Linked DNA regions of Mus musculus: regions 1, 2, 3, 5, 6 and 7 are each linked to region 4. Evidence: chromatin contacts called from public HiChIP or PLAC-seq, Micro-C and promoter capture Hi-C data. All regions are on one chromosome and are shown on one strand. Each heading gives the region's core, a stretch centred on a gene start, on an enhancer-like site or on the middle of the called end of the contact. The rest is flanking DNA. Distances are from core to core; before and after follow the strand shown.

The links. Promoter capture Hi-C pulls out the DNA fragments that hold promoters and counts their contacts. A called contact is a pair of places that touch in the nucleus more often than the background predicts. HiChIP or PLAC-seq counts read pairs in DNA pulled down with a chosen protein or histone mark.
Region 1: a contact with region 4 is called in a promoter capture Hi-C map of neural stem cells. The contact joins the promoter of Psmd8 here to the promoter of Fbxo27 in region 4.
Region 2: a contact with region 4 is called in a Micro-C map of embryonic stem cells, with 4 times the contacts expected there. The contact joins the enhancer-like site here to the promoter of Fbxo27 in region 4. A contact is called at or near these places in 5 of 39 promoter capture datasets (the C10 cell line, hematopoietic stem and progenitor cells and liver), 1 of 484 Hi-C or Micro-C datasets (embryonic stem cells) and 1 of 9 other capture datasets (adipose tissue).
Region 3: a contact with region 4 is called in a promoter capture Hi-C map of the SN4741 cell line, with 4 times the contacts expected there. The contact joins the promoter of Paf1 here to the promoter of Fbxo27 in region 4. A contact is called at or near these places in 3 of 39 promoter capture datasets (the SN4741 cell line, cranial neural crest and hippocampal neurons), 5 of 115 datasets of contacts at active chromatin or transcription factors (acute myeloid leukemia, bone marrow-derived macrophages, effector CD8 T cells and 2 more) and 3 of 9 other capture datasets (adipose tissue, liver and pancreatic islet).
Region 5: a promoter capture Hi-C map of liver shows a contact between it and region 4, with 3 times the contacts expected there. The contact joins the promoter of Ryr1 here to the promoter of Fbxo27 in region 4. A contact is called at or near these places in 1 of 39 promoter capture datasets (liver) and 2 of 9 other capture datasets (adipose tissue and liver).
Region 6: a contact with region 4 is called in an H3K27ac HiChIP or PLAC-seq map of acute myeloid leukemia, with 3 times the contacts expected there. The contact joins the enhancer-like site here to the promoter of Fbxo27 in region 4. A contact is called at or near these places in 1 of 39 promoter capture datasets (embryonic stem cells), 3 of 115 datasets of contacts at active chromatin or transcription factors (acute myeloid leukemia, embryonic midbrain and embryonic stem cells) and 1 of 9 other capture datasets (pancreatic islet).
Region 7: a Micro-C map of embryonic stem cells shows a contact between it and region 4, with 2.0 times the contacts expected there. The contact joins the promoter of Actn4 here to the promoter of Fbxo27 in region 4. A contact is called at or near these places in 1 of 39 promoter capture datasets (the SN4741 cell line), 1 of 484 Hi-C or Micro-C datasets (embryonic stem cells), 2 of 115 datasets of contacts at active chromatin or transcription factors (both in embryonic stem cells) and 1 of 9 other capture datasets (adipose tissue).

What each region holds. Positions count from the first base shown.
Region 1 is chr7:29,179,072-29,181,931 of GRCm38.p6, forward strand. It overlaps Psmd8 (proteasome (prosome, macropain) 26S subunit, non-ATPase, 8), which reads right to left and starts at 1,602. Exons shown (of 7, transcript NM_026545.3): 1 at 1,206-1,602; 2 at 72-144. The coding sequence starts at 1,574. It overlaps Catsperg1 (cation channel sperm associated auxiliary subunit gamma 1), which reads right to left. Exons shown (of 28, transcript NM_001368407.1): 28 at 2,461-2,855. The coding sequence ends at 2,601.
Region 2 is chr7:29,039,131-29,042,011 of GRCm38.p6, forward strand. It overlaps Ryr1 (ryanodine receptor 1, skeletal muscle), which reads right to left. Exons shown (of 106, transcript NM_009109.2): 85 at 1,675-1,763; 86 at 1,451-1,579; 87 at 1,258-1,362. Among named protein-coding and RNA genes, the nearest start is that of Gm38979, 11 kb to the left of the region's middle. Within about 2 kb of position 1,326, at least 117 of the 459 cell types and tissues checked have an H3K27ac peak or open chromatin away from gene starts, as enhancers often do. A contact at or near this core is called in embryonic stem cells and hematopoietic stem and progenitor cells, where this site is marked.
Region 3 is chr7:28,391,367-28,394,493 of GRCm38.p6, forward strand. Paf1 (Paf1, RNA polymerase II complex component) reads left to right here and starts at 1,630. Exons shown (of 14, transcript NM_019458.3): 1 at 1,630-1,888; 2 at 2,303-2,332. The coding sequence starts at 1,842. It overlaps Med29 (mediator complex subunit 29), which reads right to left and starts at 1,324. Exons shown (of 4, transcript NM_026042.3): 1 at 1,085-1,324. The coding sequence starts at 1,297.
Region 4 is chr7:28,691,638-28,694,661 of GRCm38.p6, forward strand. Fbxo27 (F-box protein 27) reads left to right here and starts at 1,507. Exons shown (of 5, transcript NM_001163702.1): 1 at 1,507-2,013. The coding sequence starts at 1,659.
Region 5 is chr7:29,123,646-29,126,478 of GRCm38.p6, forward strand. It overlaps Ryr1 (ryanodine receptor 1, skeletal muscle), which reads right to left and starts at 1,506. Exons shown (of 106, transcript NM_009109.2): 1 at 1,320-1,506. The coding sequence starts at 1,370.
Region 6 is chr7:28,409,873-28,412,825 of GRCm38.p6, forward strand. All of the region lies in intron 3 of Samd4b (sterile alpha motif domain containing 4B), which reads right to left. Among named protein-coding and RNA genes, the nearest start is that of Paf1, 18 kb to the left of the region's middle. Within about 2 kb of position 1,474, at least 64 of the 459 cell types and tissues checked have an H3K27ac peak or open chromatin away from gene starts, as enhancers often do. A contact at or near this core is called in acute myeloid leukemia, where this site is marked.
Region 7 is chr7:28,960,936-28,963,862 of GRCm38.p6, forward strand. Actn4 (actinin alpha 4) reads right to left here and starts at 1,397. Exons shown (of 21, transcript NM_021895.3): 1 at 1,084-1,397. The coding sequence starts at 1,248.

The DNA of each region.
Region 1 (2,860 bases), core at 352-2,851, 490 kb after region 4:
GGATCACCACCCCAGTCATTCCTACAATGACCCCAGGCCCATCACCCTCCACCAACCCTAGTGACACTCACGGGCCAGAATGAGTTGCTGTTTAGTCAGTTTGGTCCCCGTGGTTGGCAGGAAATTGAGCTCAAGCAGAACCAACTGAGGGGGAAGGAATGAGGACGAGATTTCAAATATAGATTACTTACGTTCTCTGGACTTTTATGTTCCTACTTGGAAAAGCTTGCATGCATCCTAACCCACACAACTGCCATGAATATTAGTGGAGTCAGACCTTGTAAAGCAAACACCAAAGGGCCCAAGAACACGGAGCGTACCAATTGGATTACCTCATCTTACAAATATTAGTAACTCCACTGAGAAACACGAGGCACTTGGTGCCTGACCCAGGGGGATCATGGGGTAGGGAGACGCCCATGACCTCAATTCTTCCTGTTGCTATATTTAGCTTGTTTTAGGTTTCTCTCTTGTTTAAGACAGCATCTCCCCAGGCAGGCCAATCTAGTCTAGAACTGGAGAGCCTGGTGTGAGCCTCTCGAGTGCTAGGATTACAAGTGTGGGACATCGTGTTCAGCCATTATATGCAGGTCTGGGAAGACCTCCACCACAGTGTGCCCGAGAAGGGGTAACAAGGAATGTGGGGCATTCCTTTTCCCTCCCCCCCCAGTCCATCCCAGACACCATTCCTTAGTAAACTTGGGAACCTAACACATATTTTGTTGTTGTTTACTTATTATTATTATATATATATTTTGAGACGAAGTCTATGTAGCCCAGCCTCCTCAAACTCGCTATTGAAGACCAGACTGGCCTTCTATCCGCCTGAGTGTGTTTACAACCGAAACGTGTGCTCTTCTAGGTTCGTTTTTGGCTTCAAACTGTTCCTGTTGCCCCTCTTCACACAGGTGTTTCCTAACCTCTGCTCCCTCACAGCTTACCTGGGCTTTATTTGCCACACATTCCCTCAACGTCCCGTCACCTCAGACTTATTCTTTTCACTATCTCCCCGTTTGTCACTGATCCCACTCCTTCCTGCCTCCCTCCAAGTAACAAAGCTCGAACCATCTCATTCGATTCTGCCAGAACCAATCTTTCCATCATCACTCCCTTAACGACACCTCAGGGCCCGCTCTACCAGCCTCGATCTCCCGTCTGTCACCTTCCCCCAGGCATTAGGCATCTAGGACCCGGCGACCTCTTACCTTCAGGCGGCCCAGTTCTTCTCCACATTTACTAAGGTTCGGGTTCTTCCGGTTCCACTCGTCCTTGAGTTGCTCGTACATGCCGGCCGCTGCCTGCAGGATCCCGACCGAGGTGGCCGCGGGTCCGGAGCTCGAGACGGTGGTCGACCCGTTCACCGTAGCCGCTGTGGCCGCCATCTTCCGTGATGCGGCAAGCCGCCGACCCGACTTACGGCAGCGACGCCGGGCAATGGACTCCCGGCGGAAATGAGGCCGGGAGGTGGAGCCCAAAACTGGAGGCGGAGCTACCACTGCCAGTTTCCGCCCCCCGCGGGAGGAGCGCCGCGGCTCTCCTCGGGGTGTCTTCGCAGCCCGACCCTTAATGAACATGCCGCAGCTCCGCCTCTGCTGTCATTCAAAATGGCGAACGGAAGTCCGTTCGCTCCAACTGAAAACAATGCCCACAATGTCCCGCCCACCTGTAGTCACCATGGCCACCCTCGCTGGCTTCGGCCTGTGGAATGTCCATCTTAAGGGTACCGCCTCTACGTCAAGGGGTGGCGATGTGGAGCCATTTGGAAAACTTGTCAGGTGTCACTACATAGGCAGGCTGAGAGAGGACTAGCAGGTGAGATTTAAGATTAGGCGTTCGTGTTTATCAGAGCATCATTCTTCCACGTTTTTTTCAGACTCTTTAAAAAGATTTATTTATTCATTTTATGTATATAAGTACACTGTGGCTGTCTTCAGACACCCCAGAAGAGGGTATTTGATCCCTTTATGGATGGTTGTGAGCCACCATGTGGTTGCTGGGAATTTTAGTCAGGGCTTCTGGAAGAGCAGTCAGTGCTCTTAACCACTGAGCCATTTCTCTTATTTTCTCTTATTCCATTTTTTTCTTATTTTTGAAATTAAAATAGAATTACAGACCGAGCTTTGTGGTTCACGCTTTTAATCCCAGCACTTGGGATGCAGAGGCAGGCGGATCTCTGAGTTCCAGGCCAGCCTGGCCTACAGGCATGCGTGTGTGTGTGTGTGTGTGTGTGTGTGTGTGTGCGTGCATGTGCCCATGTTGAGGTCAGAGGACAGCTTCACAGAGTCGGCTCTCTCTTTAGATCTCATGAGGCCTGGGGATCAAACCCAGGTTGTCAGGCTTGAGAGCTCCTTTATCTGCTGTGCCATCTTGAAAATAAAAGATTCTGACATCATTCTGACAGTTAACTACAGCTGTGCTGGTACAAACCAAGCGGACGTGAGCCTTTCTGAGGACTCGGGACTGATTCTGCAAGGAGGCTTTATTAGGGTCTGAATGAGACATGAGCATTCTAGCCAACCAGAAAGTCCTGGGGAGGTGGCAGGCTGCATTCCCATGAGGAGAGGCCTAAGGGTTCATGAGGAAGAGTACAGACCAGGGACTCAGGCCACCTTTGCTCTCTTAGCTTGAACATTGTCCTCTTTGGTACCTGGTCTGGAGGGACCCTCAAAACTTCCCTCTGAGCTGTGAGAATGGAGGGTGAAGCCCCCAGAAGAGGAGGAAGATGAATAGGTCTCTGGTGCCATCATGTTGTGAATCTTCCAGCGAAATGAGACCCAGGCCTTCACTATGTGAGGCCACACGAGGCAGAACAGGATGTAGAAGACAACCAGGGCTATAAAGAAGCTGGTAGACACCTGCA
Region 2 (2,881 bases), core at 76-2,575, 350 kb after region 4:
GGCCTCAACAAACTAGGAAGCAAGTATCTCTAGGTTAAGTGGGCCTGGGCTCTGTGCCTTCCCACGAGCCTGTCTTAGATGTCACAGTTGAGGGGGTGAGTTATAATTCTTTCAGAGCTCATGGGGCTAACTCATGGCTCTAGGAATGAATACATCAGTGGGTCTGGCCAACCTTTCTTCCCTAGGGCTGAGACCACTGGCAAGCACATGACCCAAGATAGCAGTTAGAGAATCTTGGATCTTTTATTTAAAACTTTTAGGAAAGACCTGTTTCACACAGCCTGGAGCTGCTAGTGTGGTGAAGAGAAGCCTAGCACCATTTTTTCTCAGGCCCTAACTAAATGATTCTAGGCAGGTGTTCTACGACTGAGTCACACTTCCAGCTCCTTGTATTGAATATCCCTTATCACGTGTGTCTGGAGTACGGCTGATGAATTATCATAATACTTGAAAGTGTGTTTCCACCAATATTTAAAGTTTACAGCAACATCACACGGCCAACTGTACTGAGAAACTGAAAAATTTCAGTTCAATTCCTTTCATAGTCAGATGGCACTCTGGACAAATTAGGAGGTCTCTGCTTTCTTAAGACACTGCTTTGTGGGAAATTATATGGAATACTTGTCTGCCACCTGCCGGACAGTTATTGTACTGCACCAATATATTTGCAATGGTTAGGTTGTGTCTAGCGCCACGTGGTTGCCCGCGGAGCACAAACTCGCATAACTGTACATGGAAGCTTTGACTAAGGCGACCAAGCAGAAGCACAAAATGGATGAGGTGTGCGCGAGGCATTCACGAAGCTGTAGAGGAGCAAGGCAAGTATTCTGGGAGCAGGATCCTTACATCATGGGTACTTGGCACGGGAGTCTTCTGCCGCAGGCAGGGTAAAAGAAGGAACGCTTCAGCCCCAGGTCCTAACCTAGCAACATAGTCCCATCCTATTCCCCAGAGCTGGAAGAATCTGGGATGACCTCATTAGAAGGAAAATGGTATGAACCTGTCCTAGAAGAGTTCTGGACGGGAGGGATGGGCTCCAAAGTCAAACCGGTGGAAGTATAGGTGGGAAATGAGCAGTTTAGTGGGAAAGAGGAAAAAGCATGCAGACGACCAATTCAGAAGGGGTTTGGGCCATAGGGAGCGAACCTGTCTGGAGCATGCGCAGAGCACTAGGGGACCGACCAGTGGGACAGGGGCCGATCAGGGGATTCTAGGGGATGGCTGGAGGGAAAGAGCTGTTCTCAGACGAACTCAAACCTGAGCCAGCTTCATCATCATGTGCGCGAACACGTGCAGGAAGCCCACCACGGCATCCCAGAGGCGACTGTGCGCCAGACTCTGCTGGTTTCCGGTGCAGGGTCCCTGGGGAACAAAGGGTGGCCTGAAGCCTCAGCAGGAGCGCTGGATGCCGGCAGCTCCGCCTCCGCAGGTCCCCGAGTGCGGACCCTACCTGGATGTACTCGGTGAGGCTGTTGAACACTTGTTTAGCTACCGACATGGCTTTGGAGAAGTTTCTCTTTCCCTGTTCCTCGATGACATCCTTGCCCGAGTAATACCAGTAGAAGTCACTGATGGATTCCTGTGGGTCCGGGAGGGCATGAAGGATGCTGGAGCCATGCGAGGTCCCTCGGGCCCCTGGCTCAGGTCCCATGGGGCTGGGCCACCCTTCCTCACCTGCAGCCGCAGGAGGTAGTCCACTGTGCAGATAATGATATTGATGGTGGTCGTGTTCCCAGTCTGTGTCCGTAGGTAGTTTTGGAAATCTGAGGAAATGAAACATGTATTCATTCAGTGAGCGCCTGTGTCTGGGGAGACAATGGTGTCTGCTCATTTAGGGTTAGGATCAGGGTTCATATTTCATGCCTACTGTGTGCCGGAAGTCATGAAATTACCTTTGGAAGTATGAAGTATGTGTGCCACACAGGGATGGAGGGTCACTTAGATATTTGACATTTATCTAAAGACACTGCGGAGGTTCTCCGTGCAGCAAATGCAGTGGGGATTCAGCCCCCCACTTCTCTTTCCTATTCTCTCTCTCTCTCTCTCTCTCTCTCTCTCTCTCTCTCTCTCTCTCCTCTCTCTCTTTCTTTGTAAATTTTAAAAGATTACTTTATGGGCCTGGAGAGATGACTCAGTGGTTAAGAGCATTGGCTGCTCCTGCACAGGTCCTGGGTTCAATTTCCAGCACCCATATAGTGGCTCACAACCATCTGTAACTCCAGTCCCCGGTGATCTGACGCCCTCTTCTGGTCTCCTCGAGAACTGCATGCACACAGGGCCCATACATACTCGATACCCATACACACGAAAAAAAATTTTTTTTTCATTTATTTAGGTATGGGTATGATAGTCCCTGTCATTAATTTCAGCACTAGGAAGACAGTCAGGTAGATCTTTGTGAGTCTGAAGCTAGCCTAGTGTATTGGGCAAGTTCCAGGCCATTCAAGGCTACAGTGAATCCTGTAAATTTTTTCATTTGTTTATTCCTGAGGTGAAGCAGGGGAGGGCTAATACATGCTGGATGCTAATAAGGCTAGAAGTCAGCTCTCTCCATCCACCAAGTGCGTCCTGAGAAGGAGTTCAGGTCACGAGACCTGGCATCAAGTCCTTTATCCACTGAGCTGTTTAACCAGCTTCTCTTTCTGTTTCTCTGAGACAGTCTGGAGAGTGCCTCAGGCTAGCCTTAAACCCTCTTACCTCAGACTCTCACCTACCAGAATTACAACTGTGCTACCCTCACACCCAGCTTCAATTGTTTTTATTTATATTAAATAATTAATTAGTTTAGTGTTTTTTTTCAAGACAGGGTTTTTCTGTATAGCCTTGAGTGTCCTGGAATTAGCGCTATAGACCAAACTGGCTTTGAATCCAGCGATCCATC
Region 3 (3,127 bases), core at 380-2,879, 300 kb before region 4:
AGGGTTTTTCTGGGTAGCCCTGACTGTCCTGGAACTCACCTCAAACTCAGAAATCCGCCTGCCTCTGCCTCCCAGGTGCTGGGATTAAAGGCGTGTACCACCGCGCCCGGCCTTTCTAAAGGACTTTATTCTTATAAGAGTACACTGTAGCTGTCTTCAGACACACCAGAAGAGGGCATCAGATCTCATTACAGATGGTTATGAGCCACCATGTGGTTGCTGAGATTTGAACTCAGGACCACTAGGAAAAGCAGTTAGTGCTCTTAACTGCTGAGGCAACTCTCTAGCCCCCAATCTCCCTGTAATTTTTCAGTAACCTGCTCTCGTTTGGAATTACCACTAATAGCTTCCTGGACATACCCTTTATCTAGTCATCATGGACTGAAATGACACTTAGGCCGTACTTCTGCACGGAACTTAACCAGAACGGTTTCTCTTTTTACTCTTCTCCTCCTGCCTCCCCCACTTCCATCTAGTTTTTTGGGACAGGGTTTCTCTGTGTAGCCAAGGCTGTCTTGGAACTCAAAAGATTTACCTTCCTTTGCCTCCAGAAGGCAGGAATTAAAGGCTTGCACTACCATACACAGTTAAAATTGTCATTCATGCTGGGCATGGTAGCGCACGCCTTTAATCTCAGCACTTGGGAGGCACAGGCAGGCGGATTTCTGAGTTCGAGGCCAGCCTGGTCTACAGAGTGAGTTCCAGGACAGCCAGGGCTATACAAAGAAACCCTGTCTCGAAAAACAAAAAAAAACAAACAAACAAAAATTGTCATTCATCCTCATCTCCTTTCTCTCCACAGGGTTTCACTATGTAGACCCTGGTCGGCCTGGAACTCTATAGACCAGACTGGCCTCGAGCTCAGATCCGTCCCCCTCTGCTGTCCCAGCACGGGGATTAAGAACGCGCCACCACTACAGCTGACCGGAGCTTCACTTTGGTTAGACACAAACACAACACAGCTAGTCTGTCTTCTCTTCCCGACCTACGATCTCTCCTTCAACAAACAGCCCCTCGGCGCTCGTCCCCGGAGCCCGCCCGCCCGCCAGCCAGCCCCTCTTGCTCCCCGCGCAGGGCCCATCACCTGGAGACTCTCCTTCAGTTGCGGGATGAGCATCTTGTAGCGCTGCACAGGATCGAAGTCCTGCTGCTGCTGCTGCAGGAGCCCGCTCTGGGCAGAACCCACCAACTGGGTCGGTTGTGGCTGTTGCTGGGGACCCGGACCCCCGGCAGAACCCGGGCCTGACACACCAGACGCAGAGGAAACCGCTGCAGCCTGTGGCTGGGGCGCAGCCATTTTCCTCCGCTAGAACGCCGGAAATGCGTCATAAATGCGTCTGCTCCGGTAGCTCCTCAGCTTTTTCAGTTGGCTGACCTCCTAGTTAGCCATGCCTTACCGACAGATTAGCCAATGGGAGAAGAGGATATGCATTTTTCTCCGCCCTCCCAAATCCGAGGCCATGAGTGGAATATCTTTTCGCCAATCATAAGAGGAGTTCCCCCACGGCTCCGCCCCTTCACCCACAGCTCGCCAATCACTGTGAAGGACTGACCAAACTCTATTTCCCTGAAGGCCTTGCGGCCAGGAGCGACCTGTCTAGTCTTCTGCGTCTTGGTAGCAGTCGGAGCGGGAGCTGCAAGTCTGTGTCCGACGCTGTCTGTGCTCTTACTTCAGTCACACCCGAGCCCTTCTCGTCGGCCCACTTCATCCCCTTTCCCCGCGGAGCCCGGCGTCTACGGGAGCCTGTCCTTGGATCCGGCGTCTCTCAAAGTCGGTACGCCACTCAGCGTCCGCCTGCGGCCAGCGAGGACGCCTACCGCGCCGCCGTCGCCTGGTCGCGATGGCGCCCACCATCCAGACCCAGGCCCAGAGGGAAGATGGCCACAGGTAGGTCTCCTGTCACCTGCCGCTTCATTTTGTTTTGTGAGCTGCAAGCTGGGGACTAGGCCGAGGGGGGCTGCTTGCGACATCACTGATTCCCTCAGGTCGGCCCCCGAGGTCGCGCAGCGCTCACCCCCGATGAAGGGGCGGTCCCCCCTGGGCTCTGCGGTCGCTTCCTGGTCCCCTGCTATTCAATTTCGGAATTGCACCTTGCGGGAGGGAGTCAGACCTCAGTCTCCTTCAGTGAAGCTTCTGGATTGCTCTCCTCAGGGGATTGAGCATCTGGCTTCATGCTTTATCACCATCATCACCATCACTCCTTCAGAAATTCGGGGGCCGGCCTTTCCACTCACATGGCCAACTCTTGACATCTCTCTCTCTCTCTCTCTCTCTCTCTCTCTCTCTTCTCCCCGAAACCAGGCCCAATTCCCACCGGACCTTGCCTGAGAGGTAAGCTCCCAGCTCCGTTTTCCAGGAGGGGTGGAACACGAACAGGGGAGGCGGTTAGGGGGCCTTTTTTGTGCTTTGGAGAATCTCATAAAGTGGCCCAGACTGGTCTTTGTGCCCCAGTCTCATGGGTGCCGGGATTGCAGCCTTATGTGCCCAGCAGCACAGGCCTAGGGTTGTGTGTGTGTGTGTGTGTGTGTGTGTGTGTGTGTGTTTAAATTGTACACACCTTAGCTCTGAGTGGCAGTCTAAAGACATTTCCTTAGGCTGGACAGCAGGCACTTTCACCTGCTGAGGTATCTTGTCAGCTTGAGGCAGGGTTTGTTTGTATGTAAGTACACTGTAGCAGTCTTCAGACACCCCAGAAGAGGGCATCAGATTTCATTGCAGATGGTTGTGAGCCACCATGTGGTTGCTGGGATTTGAACTCAGGACCTTAACTGCTGAGCCATCTCTCCAGCCCGTTTGTTTTTTAAAGATTTATTATATGTGAGTACACTGTAGCTGTTTTCAGACACCCCAGAAGAGGGGGTCACATCTTGTTATGGATGGTTGTGAGCAACGATGTGGTTGCTGGGATTTGAACTCAGGACCTTTGGAAGCCGCAATCAGTGCGCTTTTTTTTTTTTTAAAGATTTATTTATTATTATATATAAGTACACTGTAGCTGTCTTCAGACACAACAGAAAAGGGCGTCAGATCTCATTACGGGTGGTTGTGAGCCACCAGGTGGTTGTTGGGATTTGAACTCAGGACCTTCAGAAGAGCAGTCAGTGCTCTTAACCGCTGAGCCATCTC
Region 4 (3,024 bases), core at 257-2,756:
TCCAGAGGTAGAAGATCAGTGTCATGCTTGGCTACTTAGTGAGTTCAAGGACAGCATGGGCTCTACCTGAGTCTCAGTTGAAAAGTAGGGCTGGAGAGATAGATGGCCAATTTCCCCAAAGGACCTGGGTTTAACTAGCATCACAGGTGCTCTCGACCACATGTAACTCCAGTTCCAGGGAATCCTGAAAATACCTCCTCTGACCTCCCCAGATACCAGGCACAAACATGGTGGAGACATAAATGCGGGCAAACCTCCATACACATAAAACTATTTTTTTTTTTTCGAGACAGGGTTTCTCTTTTAGCCCTGGCTGTCCTGGAATTCACTCTGGAGACCGGGTTGGCCTCAAACTCATAAATCCACCTGCCTCTGCCTCCCAAGTGCTGGGATTAAAGGCATGCGCCACCACTGCCCGACAGAGCTGGTCATAGTAATACATGTCTTTAGTCCCAGCACTCAGGAGGCAGAGGCAGGCAGGTCTCTCAGTTTGCGTACACAGTGAGTTCCAGGCTAGCCAGCCCTACAAAGTGAGACCCTGTCAAAAAAAAAAAAAAAAAAATCTGGAGCTAGACCCACTCACTAACACTACTAGTCACTTAGGAAGGTCACGGCCTCTAAGAGCCTCGGTTCCTTTTCTGTGTTAAGATGTTCGGGGAGCTGACGAGATGGCTCATTTCAAAGGTCCTGAGTTCAAATCCCAGCAACCACATGGTGGCTCACAACCATCCAGAATGAGATCCGATGCCCTCTTATGGTGTGTCTGAAGACAGCTACAGTATACTTATGTATAATAATAAATCTTTGGGTTGGAGCAAGCAGAGACTCAGCAGGTCGATCAGATCGAGCAGAACCTACCAGAGCAAGCAAGGCTGACCGGGGCAAGCAGAAGTTCTAAAAGTTCAGTTCCGGACAACCACATAAAGGCTCACAACCATCTGTACAGCTACAGTGTACTCACATACATAAGATAAATCTCTTTTTAAAATGTGCTAAGTTGCCGAAGTTCGAAACTGTAAGCTTCAGCTGATGCTTTCGATTAGCGGGGTCATTGTTGTCCTCTAGAGCCTGCTTTTTCTTGTAAATCGCGGATGACTGGATGATTGTCTGGGATTAAGGTCACGGACTGCACAAGGCGTTTAGGGGTGGAGCCTTCCACTTGGATGCCTACCCGAAATAATAGTTGTTACCAGATGCCAGGCGTCCACTGCGGATTTAGGGTCACTCCAAGTGTTGGATTGGTTGCTGAACCGCTAGGACTGTGCCAGAGCCCTGGCCTAATCTGTGTCCTCAGGTGGATTCCTAAACTGTCCACCAGTCCTAAGCCGGAAGGAGGTGGGGTCTGGATCCACAGGGCTGGACATTCGGCGAATCTCAGAGAGGTTTCGCCTGGGAAGGATAGTATTAGGCAAAGCTATAGCTATGCGGTCCTCCAGGCCGCGAAGGGGAGCTGGCAGGGGTGCCGGTGAGCACCAGCGGGCTGGGAGGAGGGTAGGCTTTGGGGACAGAGAGGCGGTAAGGGACGTGGGAGACAGTGGATGGCTTCGGGGATGTTAGTCTCGGGGTGGACGGCTGCAAAGCCTGGCAGCAGAGGCTGCTAATCACTAACATCTAACCCCTCTTCTCCTGCAGTCCCAGCCAAGCGGGGCGCGGGGACCATGGGTGCCTGGATATCCAGGACCCGGGTCCCGACGCCGGAGCCCGACCCCCAGGAGGTCCTGGACCTGAGCCGTCTGCCCCCGGAGCTGCTCCTGCTGGTACTGAGCCACGTGCCCCCGCGCACGCTGCTGATGCACTGCCGCCGAGTGTGCCGCGCCTGGCGCGCCCTGGTAGATGGCCAGGCCCTATGGTTGCTGCTGCTGGCCCGTGACCACAGCGCAGCGGGCCGCGCCCTGCTGACACTAGCCCGCCGCTGTCTGCCCCCTGCCCACGAAGACACGCCCTGCCCGCTGGGCCAATTCTGCGCACTGAGACCGCTAGGACGCAACCTCATCAGCAACCCCTGTGGCCAAGGTGAGGCGCTGAGAAGGCGGGGCCTAGAGGAAGCCTAGGGGCGGGACCAAGAGAGAACTGTAGCACAAAGGGCGGGGCCCCAAGAATGCTAATGGACAGAGCCAAGAAGGAATCCCCCGGAAGGTATTAAGGGCGGGGTCACGGGATATTTGTAGGCTGTGAGACCAGAAGGAAACCAGTGAGAGGATAGGGCGGAGTCACAAGGTATGAAATGGGCGGGGCCTAGAGTTAAACCAAGAGGCAGGTCTACAGATGTAGCAGAGGGAGGGGCTAGAAGTGGGGTCACACTTGACCCAGTTAGAGTAGCTGGAATCACCTGACCTACATAAGAGAGCGGTAGAGGGGACCAAACAGCATATCTTCTATCTGAGAGACAGGATGCACAGAGAGGCACCAAGAGCAATTAAAATCAACACATAAATATCTTTTGTTTCATTGGCTTTTACATTTTAACAATTTATTTTCGTCCCTGCGCCTGGAGTTTCAGGAGACTAAGCCTCATGGCTTGGGAGCTGGGAACTGACCCCAGGTCCTCTAGAAGAGCAGTTACAAATTTTTAAATTTTGTTAGTATATTTTGTTTTTGTTGTTGTTTTGCTTTTTGTTTTTGCGGGTTGGAAAGATAGCTCAGCGGCTAAGAGCTGCTCCTCCAAAGGACCTAAGCTCAGTTCCAAACACTCAAGTGGAGACTCACAACCATCTGTAACTCAAGTCTCAGGGAGACCACCCTTTCTTCTGGCCTCTGGAGAGAGGGCATATATACATAGTCTGCAGACATAAACTTTTAATTTTTTAAAATTATTTTGGTGTGTTGTTAAAAGGCTCAAGTCTCGCGTACAGGTGGTAGGTGCTCAGCGGCCAACTTTGTATCCACAGTTCTCTCCTTGTATTTCTGCGTGAAGTCTGATGATTAATTAGGCTAAAGTTTTCCCACTGAGCCGTCCTTCCTGCCTGCTCAGGTTTCCGATTCTTTTCAAACCTGAGGGGTGGAGGAGGGGCGGCGCAGCTTCAA
Region 5 (2,833 bases), core at 256-2,755, 430 kb after region 4:
CACTCAGGGAGGCCACTTCCTGGCCTTGACCTTGGGCAAGTCTACCACATGGGGCTTGGTTTCCCTCAAATCTCCCTGGGAGATAAAGATAGGGCCCTACCTCAGAAGATAGGGCAATGAGAATATAATTAGACACCTCAGGAGGCTGAGGCCCTGGGCACGGGGCCTGGTGCAGTGACTGCTCAGCAGCTGGGAGCCACAGCCATTGGCTTACTAGGGCAATGGAAAGCCATGGTGTAGGCTAAGGGGCTGGGGCTGGGGAGAGGCCCTCCTCCAGTGGCTTCACAGTCCAGCTGTCCCCATCCTTCATTACCAGCCCCAGCTGTTTGTTCCTCCCTCCCAAGAAACCGGACCCAGCCTACCAGGGTCCTATTCTGGGTCAGGAATGCTGCGTCAGCATTTCTGTGTGGACCCAGGACCTCGGGGGTGGGGGGTTGGGGGGGAGAGAGTGCAGGGTCAGCAGACCTGGCCCCAACAGAGACCATCTCCCATATCCAACCCCCATCTCAGCCCATGGGAGGATATGGTGGGAAGGACTAAGAAAAAGGCAGCCCCTCCCCCTCTTGTCCCCTCCCTGTCCCCTACCCAGAGCCCAGAAAAGAGGGCTATTCTGGGAGAGACACCTGTTGTCCCAAGTCCCATCCCTGCCCCCAGCTGGAGATCTGAGATTCAGAGAGACAGGATCAGAGGGACAGCCACACGCAGAAGGCTGAAGCCAAGGGCCAAGAGACAGAGACTCAGACATAAGATATACCAAGGAGCTGAGAAAGACTTCATCACCCAGGTACCCTCAGAGGCCATTAGCTGACATAGTTAAATCCTCCTCGCCAAAACCGAGGGGAAAAGTACATTGAAGCTCCAAGAGACCCCCAAGGAGACGGCCAAAGACTAGGAGTTGAAAAGAAAGGTGTTGTCCAGCCCACCCCAGCCCCCTTCCCAAGAATTTAAATAGGTCAGAGCCTGGAGCAAGAAGGGAATGAGGGCTGGGGTGGCGGTGGAGGACAGCTAAATTAAGCCCAAGAATTAGAACCACCTTCCTCAAGTGCCTGCTTCCAGAACGGCAGGAGGCGGGGTGCTTCCTCAATGACCCCAAATCTCTTATGTCAGGAGAGGGCGTCTGAGGATCCCACCCTCTCCTGCCCACTCGGTCCTCCTAAATCCTGCTAATTCTCCGTGGTCGAAAAGGTGATGAGAAAAAACGGAAAGACAAAGTGACCTCGGATTTCAGAGACCACCAGCAAGCAGGGAAGAGACAGAGAGACTCTCAGAAAAGTAAGCAAGAAATCACCCAAGACCTCCGGACCCAGACAAAAACGTACCGTCCGCAAAAACTGGACCTCGTCCTCGCCTTCACCTCCTCCATCACCCATGATGGCAATCCCCGGGTGTCCCGGGCTAGGGTCTGAGGATGGCGAGAGGGGGCTGCAGGCTTGGCGGGGAACCTGAGGGCGGGCTGGGGTCGGAGACCTCTAGGGAAGCCAGAGGCACCCGCGAGGGAGATGGAACTGCAGGAAGCATGCCCTGTGCGGGACACAATGAGAGAAGGTCCCCGCCCCACCGCACACCCATTGGGCAAGCATGGGACAAGCTACGCCCCTGTTCAGAACCCCGCCCACAGCACAAACTCTTGGTGGAAGGTGTTCGTTCTCTCCAGTGAACTGGGTGTCTAGAAAGTAGCTGAGTGGCCATGGTCACAGTGAGATATCATGTATATATTTGTTTGGCTGGCTCTCCCTTTACCCCTTCCTCTCTCCCTCCCCTTCCCCTCCCCCTCCGAGTGTCATGTACTTCAGAATGGCCTTAAACTCCACATGTAGTCAAGAGTGATCTTGAACCTCTGGCCCCATCTGATTTATGTAATGCCGTGGTTCAAACCCTAGATCACTTGCATGCCAGGCAAGCATTCTACCATTGGGCTACACCCTCAGCCTAGTTCCATCCCTTTCTTAATGGCTAAACTGAGCTTCACCCTTGCTGCAGAATCACACAGTTGTAGCTTGGATGCACACCACATCCCCTAACATTAAAAAAAAAATCACTTAGTACCAGACAGAGTGGTATGGCTTATCATCCAAGCTCTGAAGAGATTGAGGCAAGAGGATTGTAAATCTGGAGTTGGGACCGCATAATAAGAGCCTATCTCAGTGTCAACCAGCCAGACCCCCTGGAACTCCGGGGGACTGGACCACCAACAAAAGAATACACATGGAGGGACCCATGGCTCCGGCCGCATATGTGGCAGAGGATGGCCTTGTTGCACATCAGTGGGAGGAGTGGCACTTGGGCCTAAGGGTGTTCAATGGATGCCCCAGTATAGGAGAATGCTATGGTGGGAAGACAGGAGTGGGAGGGTGGATGGGGGAGCACCCCCATAGAAGCAAGAGGAGGGGGGATGGGATAGAGGGTTTCCGAAGGGGAGATCTGGAACAGGGAAAATTTTTGAAATGTAAATAAAGAAAAGGAAGAAAAAAAAAAAAAAGACCCTGTATCAAAACAGAGACAAAAACAGGGCTGCAGGCATGCCCTAGTCGATATAATGTTTATCTAGCTGTCACAAAGCCCCGGGTTCCATCCATAAACTGGGAGTGGCCATGTGAGTCTGTAATTCCAGCAAGCAGAAAGGATCAGAAACTCAAAGTCAACCTCAGCTCCCTAGCTGGAGGCCAGCCTGTGCTACCTGATACCCTGTCTCAAAACTGGGGGGCAGGGGCATGGGTGTGGGAGGGGGGAGAGAAAACACCAGCCTGACCTTGAACTCGCAAACATCCCAGGCCTCTGCCTCCCAGCACTGAGGTTAAACAAATGCGTCACCCCACCCCACCCTACCCCACCC
Region 6 (2,953 bases), core at 224-2,723, 280 kb before region 4:
AGCCAGATTCTCTTGCTTAGTTAACCAACCCCCTTTGATCTGCTGTAAAGCAGAGACCTACATACTGCATTATCATATCCTCAACAACCGCAGGGGGATGGCCCAGGAAGCTGCTTCCTTAGCACTTACAAATAAGCCAACAAAGTGTCCCTTGTTACTTTCAGGAGAAGAGGGAGCTTAAGATAGGGTGTTGCTATTGTGGCCTGGCACTTACTATACAGCCCAGGTTGACCTCAAATTCATGATCTCCTGCTTCAGTCTTTCAAGTGTTGGGATAGGTATACACCATCATTCTTAGCTAATGAACTGCTTTTTATAAACATGTCTGTGACTAGACCTCACATCTCTATTTTTTCCTGGACTGAATCCAAACTGACCCCCTAAGAGGCCTGTAACTCAGGATGAAGTCAAAACCTTTTCCCTATTTCATAGTCCACTCCATTTCTGAGATAAGCAAAGGGCTCCAAGTTGGTTCTCTAGGCAAGACAGCAAACACCCAGACGCTGCCACTGTCTTTTCCCTGACCTATCACTGCTTCAGTATTCCTTTCAGCTTCTGCCTCTGGGTCTTGCTCAAGCACCTCCTTTTGGCCCCTGAAAGCTAGGCACTCGTTCCTCTCTGTGCTGGCCAGTCTCTTGTACTGGTCTGTGGGTTTATGAAGAACAGCAACAGGGCCTAATCTAATCACTTTTGCACCTCAGGCTCAGGGCAGTATACATCACACAGAAGCCTTCCAACTGAGTTTCATAAAGAACAAATGAGTGCTAACAGGGCCTGCGAGCTCAGCACAGGGAATCCAGCAGTCCCCGTGGTAGCCTAGAGAGAAAAAGAAAAAGCCAAAAAGCCTGGTTAGGTGAGGACAAGGCCCAGGAAGCTGAATTCCTTTGCCCCAGTTCCCACAGGGAGGAGAGAAGAGCCAGAGAAAGAGTACAGGCCTTGTTCTGATGGTGAGGCTGAGGTCCCTGTCAGTGCCCAGTGACACCCTACCCAGGAGGCCACCCTGACACAAGCCCCGAAGCACCTTCCATTACTATCTGTGACAATATTGATGCTCCTAGTCAGAAAGTTCTCCAAGAGAGGATACTGACTGGCCCACTGCACACAGCCAGTGTCAGGCTCTGCTATTACCCAAGAGCCTGTTGAGTCCTCTACTCAAGGCTCCTTCCAACTTTCTAGACACTGTGGACTCTGGCTTCTGCCCCATTTGGGGCCTCTTGGAAGAAGACAGCACTCTGGGCCCCGAGGTTGGAAAACCATCAATACAGGCCTTTGTGCCTATCTTGGTGTGCTTGGCCACCTCTGTTCTACCTTCTTAGCCAAGGAGTGGGCTGGTGAGGCTGAGAGGACAGGAAATTACCCCAACTAGAATGACCATGCAGTTCCTGAGGAACCCTGCTTGGCCTGTGCTGGGGTGGAGGCTGGCCACTGACTGAGGATTATAAAAACAGGAATGTCGGCTGCAGATCCATGGCCTTGTACTCTCCAAGAAATCCTGCTCTGTCCTTGGCAGTACACCAAACTCACCCTGCCTGCCCTCCCAGGCTAATCTTTCTTCCCACTCAAAAATATTTTAATTGTTTCCTGCTTCCTGCAACTGTCTGATATCCAAATGTTTCATTTTATCCTTCAAAGCCCTAAATTGTGCCCCTAAGTTGTGAGTTCAAATCCTAATTCTACTACCTCTAAAATCAGTGCTCTTGGATAGGAGCCTGTCTCTTTGTCCATATGCAGTCCTCACTGGTTGCAAGTTAGCCTAGCATGCACTAATATGATCACTCGCACAATTTATAGACCTGTTTGCTACCCACTGACCCTCTACTGGACACCACCATGCCTTTCAATCATGCTGTGCCCTCTACATGGCATGGTCCTTTCTTTTCTCTTTTGCTCCAGAACCCTATCCAACACTGAAAGCTTTGGTCCTTCAAAGCTACTGGAGTGCCAAGGTTACAGCTCAGCGGTACAGCCTTGTCTAATATGGCCACAATTCTGAGTTCTACCCCAAGTGTTGCCAAAAGGGAAAGCAAAAACAAAAGAGTTCTGAGCCAGGGAGCACAGAGGCAGTGCAGTATACGTGTTCAGGCTCTGAGATCCAGAGCCATATTGCCTGGATTGAATTCTGACATCATCTTGGGCAGATGACTTCTAAGACTAAGCCAAGTTTTAGAGTTTACAGCTCTGAAGTCCTCAGACTAGCTCCGAGCAAAATGCTCAATATTTCCCAGTCATAATAACCATTATTAATATAGCTTCCAAAGCCAGTATAGAAGTATGGTATTCCAAAACCAGAAAACAAATCCAAGGTAATTAGGGTTGCTAGAGTTCTCTGGAAATGCCCTATCTTCCCTGGCCTACTTTAACCATAGCCTGCTGAAAGGGGCTGACTACCTAAGGCTAAATTTTGAGCATTCACCTTCAATCAGGTCATGCTATTCACTGTGTCTTACACTGCTCATCTCAGCTAACGTTTCAAAAAGGCACCTCAATACCAGCTCCTATTTCACCCAACCTCTGGGCTTAGCTGGTCAGGGCAGCACTAGTCAGAGGTAACTCTGGCCCAGACTGCTCAGGGCCAGAACTTTGCCAGTTCCACTATTTATTCTATGTGAGATCTCAACTATGTGGTTTCAGTTCATTGAGTTCTAAGTCCTCATCTGTGAAATGGGCCTAATGGTCTAGGAGGCTTAACTGAGACTGTATCTGTAACAGTGCTGCTGAAAGCACTTGGCCCTAATGCTCAGATATAACAGCTGATGCTCTGCAGTATCAAATTTACAGATATATTTCTCATGCTGGAACATAAGACCAGAGACAAAAATCCTGAGAGAGCTAAAGAGAACTCAGGTATGGTATCCATTCCTGTCATGGGTCCTCAGCAGCCAGTCAGGTATCATAAATGTTGACAGGAAGTGTGGACAGATACTTCAGTGGTTAAGAGCCTTTGTTGCTCTTG
Region 7 (2,927 bases), core at 147-2,646, 270 kb after region 4:
CCTCCTACTCTGACCTCCACTCCATACTGTGGCTTCCCTTTAGCATCGCCCCCACACTCCTAAATACCATCAGGAAATACTATTTTAATACCCCTTCACCTACCCTCCCCATCAAAAGACACTACTCTCCCAGAACACTCATTTCTTCCTCACTCAATGAACCCCCAAGTCTTTTAATCAGGCATTCCTAATCAGACTTCCATTTTCCCAAACTAACCCCCTCCCATTATCCTCCATCCCTGCTCCTACTGTCTTCCACTATTCTCACTGTTGAACTATTTCCCCGTGAACCTGGAACCTTAACTGTTTCACTACCTCTCCCTTCTTCAAAGCACCCACACTCTTTTGGGTCTCCCCATCAATTCTAATTACGCCCCTATCCTTTTCTTTTTACAGCAAGGCGCCCTCAATAAATCTCACCCTCCTCACACAAACATCTTTTTTGTTCCTAGGCCCCTAACTTCTGTCCTGAACACCTACCTTCTCAGACCCCTAGTCCCATCAGACCATCTTAACACCTACTCACCACACACCCTAGCCCATGCAGGCCCCCCTCCCTGTCTCAGGATTCCACAATCCTCTCCTTAGTGCCCCCTTTTTACCTTTCCTGATTCTTCATCTCTTCTAGAACCACCCCCCAACACACACACACACACACACACACACACACTAAGGCTTCCTGCAATTCCAATCTCTTCTTCAGACTCTCTGCACTCCAGACTATCTCCTCCATACTAGGATTCCCAAACCAAATACTATCCAGGCTCACCAATTCCCTTCCTGGACCCCATTGCTTGCCTGGGCCCCATCAATGCTTCCTCTGATCCAACAATCTCGCCTTAAAACCTAGTTCCATTGCAACCTCCCGAATCATCATCTCGTTTGTCCCAGTTCCCCGTGTCTCCTACCTGGCCGCCACTTCCCCCCTCCCCCTCCAGATTCCCAATTGCTTCCTTAAGCTCTGTAATCCCTCTCCGGGACTGCAAACCCGTTCCCGAACCCGCCAATTGTCTCCCAGGACCCTCCTCCAGGCCTCCCCGCCACGCGCAGGACGCCACCCAGCCCGGGTCACGGGCCGCGCACCTTGCGCTGCTGCTTCTCCCAGGCCGGGTCCAACAGCAGGTCCCGGTCCCAGTCATCCTCCTGGGCCATGTAGTCGCCCATGCTTCCGCCGCCACCCGCGCCATTGCCGCCGCCGCTGTTCGGGCCGTACTGGTACGCCTGGTTCGCTGCGTGGTAGTCCACCATTCCGCCGCCTTTCGCTAGCCCGCCAGCCGGTCCGCTACCGCCTCAGCTCCCGCCCCTGTGCCGGAGGCTCCGACTCGGCCGCCGCTTCAGCTGCTTTCAGCCCGCCCAAGACTGACGCCTGCGCAGTTCACTTGCCGCGCCTGCGCACTGCGCTGCCGCCGCCGCCCTCCCGCGCGCGCGCACCTGAGGAGGCCCCGGGCTCTCGGCGCCGGCGCAGAACGCACCTCCGGCTGCCCGCCCAGCGTGGGAGCCCAGGCGCTTCTAGCGGGAACGCGCGCGTCACCCCGTGTGGGCGGGGCCCAAGTCATGAATGATTCATAAGGCGGGGCTCCTCATCCGGCTTTAACCTGTTTCGGGGTGGAATGTGTTCCCATTCAGCCATTCAGACATAATCAAGATTTATTTGGCTGCCTGCTATGTGTGAGACCGTGTTTTCTGCCTTGGCATTAAAGAAGTCAGGAAAAGTCCCCACCCTTTCGAAACTATATACTATAAACCTTGCACGATGGAACGTGGGATCTCTGTTCTCAGGCCGCAGAGACTGAACGACAGATAACATGTTGGAGCTTGGGTTACACAGGAAGACCAGTCTTAAATTAAATAAATAATCGAGCTTAAAACTGGGCATGGTGGGCCGGACAGTGTTGGCGCACGCCTTTCATCCCAGCACTTAGAGGCAGAAGCAGGTGGATTTCTGAGTTCGAGGCCAGCCTGGTCTACAGAGTGAGTTCCAAGACAGCCAGGGCTCCACAGAGAAACCCTGTCTCGAAACAAACAAGCAAACAAATAACTGGGCATGGTGACACATACCTTAGATCCCAACTGGAGGTGTGGACAGGAGGGTTCAAGGCCAGACTTACTTAGTACACAGCGAGTTTGAATCTAGTGTGGGCTACATGAGGACCCTGTCTTAAAAAAAGAAAAGAAAAGAAACTCTAGAATGGGCTGGATTTGTAAAGTCTTCTGGGAAAAGGGAAAAGGTAGATATTTAAAGAAACTCTTTCAAAGATACGTCGAGTTAGATTGGACTGGGATAGCTAGTTAGCAGGGAAGGCAAGGGGTCCTTTTGGACTTGTCTATCTTCATTCTCGCAGCAAATACTATGCACCTACTACATGCAGCCACTTTCCAACTACGGACAGCATGGTAAGCCAGGTCAGTTATCAAACGACTAACTTTGTAGGAGAGATGGGCAACAATAAGAATTATGGAAACCAGGCATGGTGGTGTATTAATCCCAGCACTCAGGAGGCAAAAGCAGGCAGAGCACTGAGTTTGAGGCCAGCCTGATAGACAGAGTGAGTTCTAGGATAGCCAGAAAAACCCAGTCTCAGAGGGGGAAGTGGGGGTAGGTAGAGGAGAAAAGAAACACACACGGAATAATAATAGTGCCTCATTGAAGGCCATCTGATAACCAGAGGGGCCATCTCCATCTTGAAAGGTGACTTCCTGCTTCCAGCTGCTCAGGAAACCTTAATCCTCCCTTATAGGGCTTCTTACAAAGAGGCAGCCAGCAGCCACCATTCCAAGCCTTCTTCCTGCCACCCCCACTCTTCTGCCTCCAGCCTTTGGGTTTGATTTCTTTGAAATTTACATGTATTTATTGTGTGGGTCAGGGGTGCCCATGTCATGTGTGCTGGTCAGAGCTCATCTGTGCTTCTACCACCTGGGGTCCTAGG